2 separate regions of the Capsicum annuum genome follow, and region 2 is linked to region 1. A link is a contact called in public Hi-C data. All regions are on one chromosome and are shown on one strand. The core of a region is the stretch at or near the end of the contact, and the rest is flanking DNA. Distances in the headings are between cores, read along the strand shown.

Region 1 (5,908 bases), core at 1,836-4,335:
ACAATATGGTCGTATCAACTTTTGCCCATGAGGCGTATCTTGTTGTTTGTAAGGAATTGAAGAAAAGAAAAAAGAAAAAAATAATAATAATAATTCAGATAAAAACATTTTAAAAAAAAATAAAAATAAAAATCAAAGAAAAAAATAGAAGTTGAGAGGAGTACGGTTGAGAAAAACTGTTTTAAAAAAAAAAGAAAAAAAATTAAAATTAAAATAAAATTAAAAAAATAGAAGTTGAAAGATAAATGAGTATGAACTGCTATTTAAAAATATTTGATATAGAGAGAGGTAAATCGATATTTGTTCCATATGAAAGAAAAATAATTTTATAGGACTTTTTTTATAGTATAAGAATTATTTCTTTAGTTAATAGGGCGACGGAGGATCCATTTAGAATTAAGTTATCAATTGGAAAATAAACTGACAAACGCTATAATGGGTATTTATTTTGTTTTTTGAATGACAATAACGTTGGGTCAACTAGTACCTATCTCATTCAAAAGCTGGTGGTTCACACTTGACATTATTAAAAAAAGAATTCTTCAAAGTTACTACTCCTAGTAAACATGCATCCAGCAATCAACCACTCATTTATCCCGTTAAAAGAATTACACTAGAGATTGTTACTCCGATCCAATTCGAAACGTGCTAGCTGGGATGGGAATTAGTTAAATATTATTTACTCTAGTCTGATATAAGTGACTTATTAAGAATTTTTTTATAGAGATCAAATTGAGGTACAGTACACGCGATGCTTCTTCTCCGCTGCTTATTCTTCGCTTTACCAGTTTTCAATATTTTTTCACCATTACAACCATATTAAAGATTCCAAGTGATTTCATTGAGTCAATTTCAAATTTCAAGTCCATTCTTATCACTCCAAAAGTTTTTAAATTCAATTTCAAGTTTCAAACTTTGAATTCCATTGAGTTTATGAAGAAAGCTTTTTCAAAGTATTAAATGAAATCTTCCGTTAATTTTTCATTGAAACTCGGAAGATTCAAATAGTGAGTTTCATTAGTGGAAGATTCAATGAAACTTTCTAATTGAATGGAACTCGCTAATTGAAAACTCAATGGAAGATTCAATTTCCATTAATGGAACTCGGAAAATTCAAAAAATTTAATTTCATGTATGAAGACAAAAATACGAACTGTACATGTATGAAGCTATTCAATCTTCCGTTAATGAAACTCGAAAGATTCAATTTCTATAAATGGAACTCGGAAGATTCAATTAGTGAGTTTCGGAGTTTGAATCTTTCGAATCTTCCATTGAGTTTCAATTAGCGAGTTCGAAGCAGAATCTTCAACAATTCAATTTCAATTCAACAATGGAGCAACCATTGTTGAAGAAAAGAAAGAAAGAAAGAAGAAAGAGAATGAAAAAATAAATAAAAATATAAAACTTTAAATAATTATAAAATTAAGCGATTGTTTGGCAAAAAAAAAAAGAGTTTTATAACGCTTTTAACACTATTCACGTGCTCAATGCGCATGACTAACACGCAATGTGCCAAGTGGCAGATATATGCCATTAAAATACGAAAAAAAAAGTGTTGGGATAATAGGACCCCCTTAAAGTTCAGTATGTTTAATTGGTAATACGATCAAACTTCAGGTATTTTTGTGAGTATTCTCCCTAAAATGTATTATAAATTATAATAATTAATAGTTTAAAATATCTAAAAAAAATTAATCTTTTATATACTTCAAAACAATATGTAAAAATTATTATAAATCACAATATTTAACAACTTAAAAAAATTTTAAAATATAAAATATTTGGTTGACTTTCAAAATTTTATCACTGCCACTTAAAATGGAATAAAAGAAAAGTATTATAAATCACAATAGAAAATCTTGAATTATTTTAAAAACGTTATTAACTATTAATGCCACAAAAGTTTGGACAAAAAGACAACATATATTATTTACAAATTACATTAATTTTTTTTTATAAATTACAATAGTTAACAACTTAAAATATCTAAAAACATCTTAAAAATATGATTGATTATCGAAATTCTATTTGTGTCGTATAAATTGAGAAAAAAATATATATATTAAATCCATACTAGATCCCGAATAAATATTAGAATGCATATGCAATCTATATTTTTAAACTTTTATTTAATTTAAAATACTCAAAATATCTTCATATTGAGCCGATGCAAACACGGGCCAGATGCCCCTTGTGCTTACATAAATGATTGATATTAATTTTTCTTAGATCAGTAAGAGATTTCCAATATCTTAATAATATCCTTTATAGAATAGAATGTCAGCACTTCCTTTCCTGTCTATTTTTCAAAGTCTTCCTCGACTATTGTCCATTTTGGTAGCTTCTATCAAAGGTCCCCGCCATCCTTTTCCTCTTTTATATTAAAACTAGATATCGACGAGTTTGTGTTATATATTATTCTTTTATCTCAATGTATGTGACATAAATAGAATTTAAATAATTAATTATTAAAATAATTTAAAATTTTAAATATTATAATTTATAATACTTGTTTTTCAATTCAAATTTTAAATGACAATTGTTGATGTGATGTTCAATGGTAAGGCTGTAATGCCTGGCAAGGCTATCAACACCACTAATAAATTTGATGCCCTAAATGAGGAGGATGCTAAGGCAGATGGTGAATTTACCTCACGTGAGGCAAATGCCTCTGACAAACAACCCCCCAGAGTAAAGAAAAAAGGGGCGGAAGGAGGGGGCAACCAATAGCAACAACCAATAAAAGAAAAACATATAAACAATTCCGAAGTACAACAACAGTCCACCAAAGAATGATTTAATCAGCCATTTTACCATTTACAACCACCAATAAAAGGAAGAGGTGATAGGAAGCCTAAATAAATAGCTGAAGCTGATCAAATAATGAGCAGCGTGGAGATGATCACAGAAGTGCAGGTTGAAGAACCATTTTAAATATGATGCCCATGGAGATTCCCATAATAATTTGATAACAATGGAAGATGAATGAAGTCCATAAATGGCTGGAAATCAGCCAAAAGCAGATCCGAAAATATCTGCAGGATGCCAGTTACAGACTAGCAATCAGGAGAAATTTCCTACATGTATAGCAGTAGGTAGGGTTTTTTACTAAAGATTCATATAAGCAAATTCAAAGGTCAGAGAACTTAGTTATTATGGAGATGTCCGCAGCAGTGCAAGTTGATGACACGCAAATAAGGCTGCAACAAATTGAATCTCTTAATAAGATTTTGCATAGCACAATAACCCATGCTCCTGAAATAGATAAAAAAACATCAGAGAGTGAGGAAGAATAAGTAAAGGATAATGAAGATCAAATATTCAGAGATGGTGACCTTTCTCCAAGAGTTATACAGGCAACCAAATCAGCAAGGAAAAGTGAAAAACAAGGGAATAGTGATTCACTTCTTTCTGTCAGGGTCCAACCTAAAAGGAAGGTGGTTACTAAGCAAGGGTCTAAATGTTGAAAGCCTTCATATGAAATATAAGATCGATAAAGTCACAAAAAGCTTTTCAAAGAGGTACAAATATTGCATAATTTTCATAAATTTGCTTTTGTAACTGTAGTAGAACCTTTTCAACATTGTAGAATAATCAATAAATATAACAAGATTGAAGATGTCTCAGGCAGTCCACGACTGTAATGGAAAGATATGGGTATTTAGCAATCACGGTTATGATATGACAGGTGAGAAACTCATATCAGCAGATTACTATTTAGTTTTAGGAGGTATACTTTGGCTCTATTTTTTGTGTGTTCATTGTCTATGCTGTGAAAAATATGAGGGAAAATATTATTGAATTGTTGTATCTAAATTATTAGATTGAGACCCTATTTATAGACACTACATTCCAATCTTATTCCTAATAGAACACTACATTACAATCCCTTCCTAAGTAGAATTCAATATGTTATTCCTATTCATATTCTAACACTCCCCTCAAGCTGGTGCATACAAGTCATATGTACCAAACTTATTATAAATGTAATTAATACAAGGACTGGTGAGGGACTTGGTGAAGATATCTGCAAGTTGATCACTCGACTTCACAAATTTTGTAACAATATCTCCCGAGAGTATCTTTTCTCCGACAAAGTGACAATCAATCTTTAAGTGTTTGGTCCTCTCATGGAACACTAGATTAGATGCAATATGAATAGCTGTTTGATTATCACATACAAGTTCCATCTTACCAGTTTCTCCAAATTTTAATTCTCTCAGCAATTATTTGATCCAAACCAGCTCGCAAGTTGCTGCAGTCGTGGCTCGATATTCTGCTTCGGCACTATATCGAGCAACCACACTCTGTTTCTTACTCTTTCAGGACACCAAATTACCTCCTACTAAAACACAATATCCAGATGTAGAACGTCTATCAGAGGGTGATCCTGCCCAATCAGCATCTGTATATCCAATGATATGTTCATGGTCTCGATCCTCGAAGAGTATTCTTTTACCTGAAGATGACTTTATATATCGCAAAATTCGAACAACTACATCCCAATAACTATCACAGGGGGAGTCATAAACTGACTTACAACACTCATAGGAAAAGAGATGTCAGGTCTAGTCACTGTGAGATAATTCAACTTTCCAACCAACTGTCTTTACCTTTCAGGATCACTGAGTAGCTCCCCCTGTCCTAGCAAAAGTTTAGCATTTGGATCCATAAGAGTGTCAATGGATCGACATCTCATCATTCCTGTTTCCTCAAGAATGTCTAAAGCATACTTGCGTTGAAAAATAACAATACCTGAGCTGGACTAAGCAACCTCAATACCTAGAAAGTATTTCAATCTGCCAAGGTTTTTAGTCTGGAAATGCTGAAAGAGATGTTGCTTCAAGTTGGTGATACCATCTTGATCATTGCCGGTGATAACAATATCATCAACATAAACCACCAAATAAATACACAGATTTGGTTCAGAATGGCGATAAAACACTGAATGATCAGCTCCACTACGAATCATGCCAAACTCCTGATAACACACGAGATAAATGTAGAAAAATCAAGAAGCACCAAATGAATTATTAACATTTGTAACATTCAACACATTTCTAAATGTTTCCAAATTCTTCTTAAATCAACACATACACATAATAAAAATAATAAATAATAAATAATAATTACATTTTACTATATCACCCCTAATTGATTATTATGGTCATTTAAGCATTGTGCACATAAGTTGAAATAGAAAAAATATTATAAATCACAATTATCAAAAATTTAAATTATTTAAATAAATATAATTGGCTATCGTCGACACAAAACTCTGGATAAGGAGAGTAGCATATATTATTCAAAAATTACATAAAAAGTATTATAAATTACAATAGTTAACAACTTAAACTATCTAAAAACAATTTAATATGTTATATATTTCAAAAAAAATTACATGAAAAATACTAGAAATCACAATAATTAACAACTTAAAAAATTTAAAAGATATAAAATATTTGATCGACTCTTAAAATTATATTAGTGTCAATAAAATTGGAATAAAAGAAAAGTATTATAAATTACAATAATTAAAAAATTAAATTATTTTTAAAATATAATTGACTATCAATGCCACGAAAATTTGGACAAGAAAAGTAACGTATATTAATTTGAAAATTACATAAAAATATTATAAATTACAATAGTTAACTTAAATTATCTAAATACATATTAAAATAACATATGTTAAACTCATGCTAGATTCCGGATGAATCCTAAAAAACATAGGCATACTTTTATTAAAAAATTTTAATTTAAATATATCAAAATTGGAAAGATAAATAAATATCTTAATGTTTGGCCGTGCTAACACGGGCCATGCTCCTCTAGTACTACTTATAAGTTTAATGAACTTAAATGACTAAACTACCCTTATTTTTTAAATCATTGACTGAAAGCA
Region 2 (5,908 bases), core at 1,528-4,027, 200 kb before region 1:
CGAAAACTAGTTGCCCCATATCAACCATTTCTTCACATCATCTAATGAATGATTAACATTGTCCTAGTTAATGCAAGTCACAACTGGCATGGTGAACATATAAGTTTTATATCGTGTGGTTTCTCAACACTGCCTGAAATTTTACCTCTAGATTCAATGAATCCACCCAAAACCATAACTGTAAATTTAGTGCAAATGATCCGAATGTGTTTGCAACTATTAGATTTCTTCCAATAGCTGCCAATAAGCAAAATAGTGCTGATGCCATCTGGTTAACACATATGAGAAGAAAGATCTTTTGAAGAATCTGCAAATTGTGAATCAATCTCCATCAGATTGGGAACTGAAAACATTGTCGCATATAAATGAAAGACTATTTTTTTAGTCTCCCAATATCTACATCAAATCCTACGACATAATAAGTCATACACACCCAAATGCAAACTTCTTCAAGTGTGATTCGTATTTTAAGAATCCATGTAAAGTTTAGCATATGCCCAAGCAGGAAAGAGAGAAAATCGTGTTGTTTATAGAAGACAGGAAGCTTCACAATACTTAGGTCAAGCGCCGAGTATCTATTGAACATAATAATCATAACAGCAAAAAACAGTGCACCCAAGTAAACACGACCATCCCTTGTTGTATTCTTGTGCAGCTCTGTTTGTAGGAACAGTGTCATTGTTATAAAAGCTATTATGATAAGCTGGAAAGTAGAACATATCACTTCATTTACCTCGACATTAGGATTCAACAGGGTAAAAACGAATTCAATTCTTTGAAATGTTACTCACTTGTACTATCTTGATTATATAGATGAATGAATTCCTCTTCATAAGAAAGAATTCTCTAGCTGAACAAGCTTTCAGTAGTTCCTTCTTGCTAACATCATAATTCTGTATGGTTAGAGCAGCATGGTGGCTCTTGGATTTGTCAAAAGGAACACCAAGCTCATCCCCTAGCTTCTGTCCAATGTGAAAAGACTGGAACTTTACGGAAATTCCCTCACAGTAACAAACTTACAAGGTTCATCTCAATTAGCCCAGTATTGCTCTTCATCCTTTCGTGATGGACACTTGTTATCAACAGACAAAAAATTTACCAGAAACCTGAAATGTTCTGCGATTGGAAATACTAAACAAACTCAATTGTGAATGAAGCTTACATTTTGCAAGAAATCAACTACTCTTTCCTTTCAGGGCATTTGAATTGAATCCCATGTACTCAAAGAACTCTCAGGCATTTTCACATGGACCTTGGGGCATTTTCACATGGACCTTGGTAAACAATTTGTCCCTCTAATAGAAGAACTATGTCATCGAATAAGTTAATAAGTTTCTGGTGCAGGCAGCAGAAGTGAGATCAATAGTAGTTCCTTCAAGAATGTGGATTGATTGCCTGATTGAATTCACTATCAGAAATGTTGTTGAGATGTCTAAGCCAGTTGATAATATTATCCATGAATGCACTAGCTGGTCCAACCATCTTCTTCCTTTTTATATAATAAGTTATCATCAAATTTTTAGAACCTCAAGTACAATAATTTATTCCCTCAACCATTAATTACTAACCTGCTAACACACTTTTTCTGTCCGCCTAAAATGCCTCAAAACATTTCATCTCCAACAAGGGTATCAGTGTAGATATCAAGTCCCAATACCTGCACAGTTTAAAGTACGGAACAATATAATCCAGGAAAGATTTCTTCATTAAACTTGTAAATTCAGGAAATGACATCTTACCTTGAGAATAATGGTCGGTTACACCACTAGCTTCCTTCCATTCTATTGAAGCTGCCTGTTGGACAAACAAATCAATAACATCGAGTCATTTCTCATCAAGGTTGACAAACTTATCATTAACTTATCATTAACAAACCCTAGGATCTGTCATCAAACCTCCAACTTATCATTAACTCCTTCACGAGTCTCTTCAAAAATGCATTAAGTCATCGGCATAAAATTCAACATTACCTGAATTAAATTTCTAGTCTGTATATGACTTATGTTTCTTACTTTAAGATCTCTATCTAGTTTCCCAGCCAAAGCTAACAGCAATGTTGTTTTACGGAACCTGGAGGGCCTAAAAGCAGTGTCATGCTGCATAATCACAACGAAAGATTATGAACAAAGAGGATATTTCAAATTGTTTTGAGAATGACAATTCTTGCCAAACTGTCTCTCACCTTCCTGGCTTGACGATTCCTCAGACCTCATGAAGAATTGGCAACAGTCTCTTTCTATTTGGAAGACTATGAAGAGAATTCAAGAAACCCTTTGTAGAGTAACAGAATGATCAACACTTTGCCTGAACTAATGACATATATCTTTAATACCATTTATGCTTGATAAAAGGCCAAAATAACCTCTTATAAAATGTTAATTGTGAGGTTCAATATAAGTCTCTGCATCTACACTCAATTTATCGAAGTGTACTTCTATTCTTGGAAAATGAAGACCAACTCTGTCATCACTCAAAAAGCACAGGAAAAACCAAGAACTCATTGAGCTAAGAATATCCCATATGTCAAATGACACTACTTAAAAAAAGATCATTAATCCAGGATAGGTACTGTACTTCAGTATCTACGACAGTTTTATAAGCGAACGGATATTAAAATATTTTATATGATAGAATCTTAAGTCTGAAATGTCGAAAATCACACTATAGATAAAACATTTTACCTGTCAATTCGTTGTTTGAGCTTTGACAAGAACTTCTCATTGTCTTCCTGTGCAATTTTGACAAGTCCCTCTAAGATATTCCTCTTCTCCACAAATCCAAGATCTCTTATATCAACTTCTCTAAACTCTCCTTCAGTTAAACTTCTCCTTCCTTATATGAAGACCAGTTGGCTAAGCCGTGCACCCACGGACCCAATCCTTGGAAATTCTAGGTTGGATAAATTTTAGCTAGACATATATTAAAAGTAGAAGAATAATATTTTAAAATGTAACAATTGATATTAAAATGATATGTCATAAGAAATTAAGATAAAATTAGTACTAAAATTTTTTACTATTGTTTTATTATATATATACGACGCGTATCGTAATGTATATTATTACCAAAACGTGTAATAATTCTATTAATATTTTATTTAGATCTAATTGTATTTATAGAAATCAGCATGCCTATTATACTCCTAGTATCATTTGACAAATATTAAGCTTTTCATCTATCTGTAAAAATAATTATTGTTTGAACAACGAAAAAAAAAAAAAACAGATAACAGAAAGAAGGTATGTCCCAATTTGAACTATTACATTGAATGAAAAAATATGCTTAAAAGTTACATACTATTTGATTAAAATTACCTCTGAAAATACTATTTGATCATATTTTATATGTGCGATTCTGTAAAAAAAAAAAAAAAAAAAAAAAGAACAACCATTAAAGTCCATTAATAAACATAATCACGATATGCTAAATCTCATTATTTATTCACAATTAAGAAAATTGTATGCAACAAAAATTTAAAAGAGAATTCAATTTGATCATCTTTTGTATGTGAGATAATCATTAGAGCCTGTACTAAAAAAAAAAAAAAAAAAACAACCATTAAAGTGCATTAATAAACATAACTATGATATGCTAAATCTCATGATTTATTCACAATTAAGATAATTGTATACAACAAAAATTTAAAAGAGAATTCATATAATGAAGAATGCTAGAAAATCCTAAAGAATCCAAGAAGCGACCTTTAATTAATTATCAATCAAAATCAAAACAAAAATAAGAAGAATAAGAAGAAAATATAGTAAAAGAACTATACATATTTTTCTAATAAAATTTGATCAAATAAATACTTAAATAGAATTATCAACATTTCTTTTTTTATATATGGTAAACTTCTAAGTGATTTAAAAGTGTTAAATGTTATAATTTTTTCACCTAAATAAAATATATTTTTTCCTTTCTATTTTGGTTAAACAAACTTTTAAAAAAAGGAAATTTTTTAACCTAATAAATAGTACTACACGTACTTACCATTATTGCCCCAACTTTGATTTAAAAAAAAAAACTATGTATAGAAAAGAAAGAAATATTTTTACATAAAAAATAGTAAATATGGGCTAAACGGATTACTATTTAATATTTAATAGTAAATATTTTTACAAAAGAAATATTTTTACATCCGTTTAGGGTTTACTTAATTTAATTAGAAAACTTAAAACTAAAATTTGGTTCTTAATTTTTTTTTTCCATGAATAGGTTTTTTCCCAAAAATATTATGCAGAACTTCTAACCAAAAAACTTACACACTATATTTAGTTCCTTTTAGATATGGAATTCTTTTTTTTTTTTTCCTCTATCCTAAATATTTGAATAATAATTTAATGATAATTATTTTTTAGAAAAAAGTGAAAAGACAATTTTGTCTATTGCGAAGTATTTTAATGAAGGACAAATAGTTCAAATCACTTTTCTAAGGGTCTTCACACTTTTAATAGACTATAGATATAGATTATAGATATATATATAGATTTAGATTAACGAAATATATATAAAAATATATTAAGTTGTTAATATGATACCTATATAATTTCGAGAGACAATAATTTATATATATATATATATATATATATATATATATATATATATATATATATATATATTTAAAATATTTACAGTTATTAATTATTGTGATTTATATTACTTTTCAAATAGTAATTATCAAATATATAATATAATATTTTAAATTAGTTAATTTTTGTATTTTAGAATATCTTTTATATAATTTTCAAATAATACATGTTATTATCCTTGTCCAAATTCTTGAGGTATTGAGAATCAATTATGTTTTAAAAATATTTAAGTTTTTAATTATTGAAATTTATAATTATTTTTTTTTCTATTCTAATTTAAGTGACACTAATATAATTTTGAGATTTTATATCTTTTAAATTTTTTAATTTGTTAATTATTGTGATTATTAATTATGTTTTAGATATTTTAAGTTGTTAACTACTATAATGTATAATGCTCTTATATAATTTTCAAATAATATAAATTACTCTCCTTGTTCAATTTTTGTGGCATTGATAGCTTATTACATTTTTAAAAATAATTTAATTATCTTATTTTTGTGATTTATAATTTTTTTTCCTATATTCTAATTTAAGTGACGCAATACTTAGATGGTCAGAAACAACAAAGTAGACATGTTTAAATGACTTATAATAACTAATTAGAAGTTATATAACAAAGTTACTATAAAAGTACTTGTATAAAAAAATTAGGTGAGACTCATATAAGACGTCAAGTTAATTTAACATTAAATATTATTAATTTTTTAATACTTGGATGGCTTATAATAATCAATTAGGAGTGATATAGTAAAATTACGGTTGAAATAGCTGAAACAGATATGTCATAAATATTTATTTTATTTTCTTAACTAAATATTATTAATTTTTCTAATACATAAATGACATATAATAATTAATTAGGAATGATATAATAAAATCACGAAACAAGCAGGTAAAATAATGGCAAGCATACATGACGACGATCTCCTGCCTACTCACTGTCACTTCTATATAAGAGAAATAAGTTGGAAGTTTCTCTAACAACCCCTTTCATTGCTTTTCATGAAACTTCTAATTACTTAAATATTTTCTACCTTCTCATACGAACTAATATCATGAATCAAATATGTGAAAATTCTTTTTGATTATGATGATATTGAGACTCAAACAGATGAACTTGGTCTGTTCTAATGTCATGTTGAAGAGTGTGGCAATTTTTTCTAAAAGTCTAAATCATTAGAGGAAGGACACATTTATTTACGTAAAATATATTCTCGACGAAAGTAATTTGTATGTTTATTAAGTTTTGTCTTTAGTTTGACTATATATTCTCTTATATTATAAGAGCGAATTAAGCAGCTGAAGCAGATAGGAGG

Evidence for each region. A called contact is a pair of places that touch in the nucleus more often than the background predicts.
Region 2: a contact with region 1 is called in a Hi-C map of leaf, with 2.7 times the contacts expected there. The contact joins two enhancer-like sites. A contact is called at or near these places in 3 of 5 Hi-C or Micro-C datasets (leaf and placenta).

What each region holds. Positions count from the first base shown.
Region 1 is chr6:50,402,423-50,408,330 of UCD10Xv1.1, reverse strand. LOC107873396 reads right to left here. Exons shown (of 6, transcript XR_007056415.1): 5 at 4,199-4,984; 6 at 2,731-3,429. Among protein-coding and RNA genes, the nearest start is that of LOC107873396, 16 kb to the right of the region's middle. Within about 2 kb of position 3,085, at least 3 of the 5 cell types and tissues checked have an H3K27ac peak or open chromatin away from gene starts, as enhancers often do. A contact at or near this core is called in leaf, where this site is marked.
Region 2 is chr6:50,597,185-50,603,092 of UCD10Xv1.1, reverse strand. It overlaps the pseudogene LOC107873398. Among protein-coding and RNA genes, the nearest start is that of LOC124899247, 180 kb to the left of the region's middle. Within about 2 kb of position 2,777, at least 4 of the 5 cell types and tissues checked have an H3K27ac peak or open chromatin away from gene starts, as enhancers often do. A contact at or near this core is called in leaf, where this site is marked.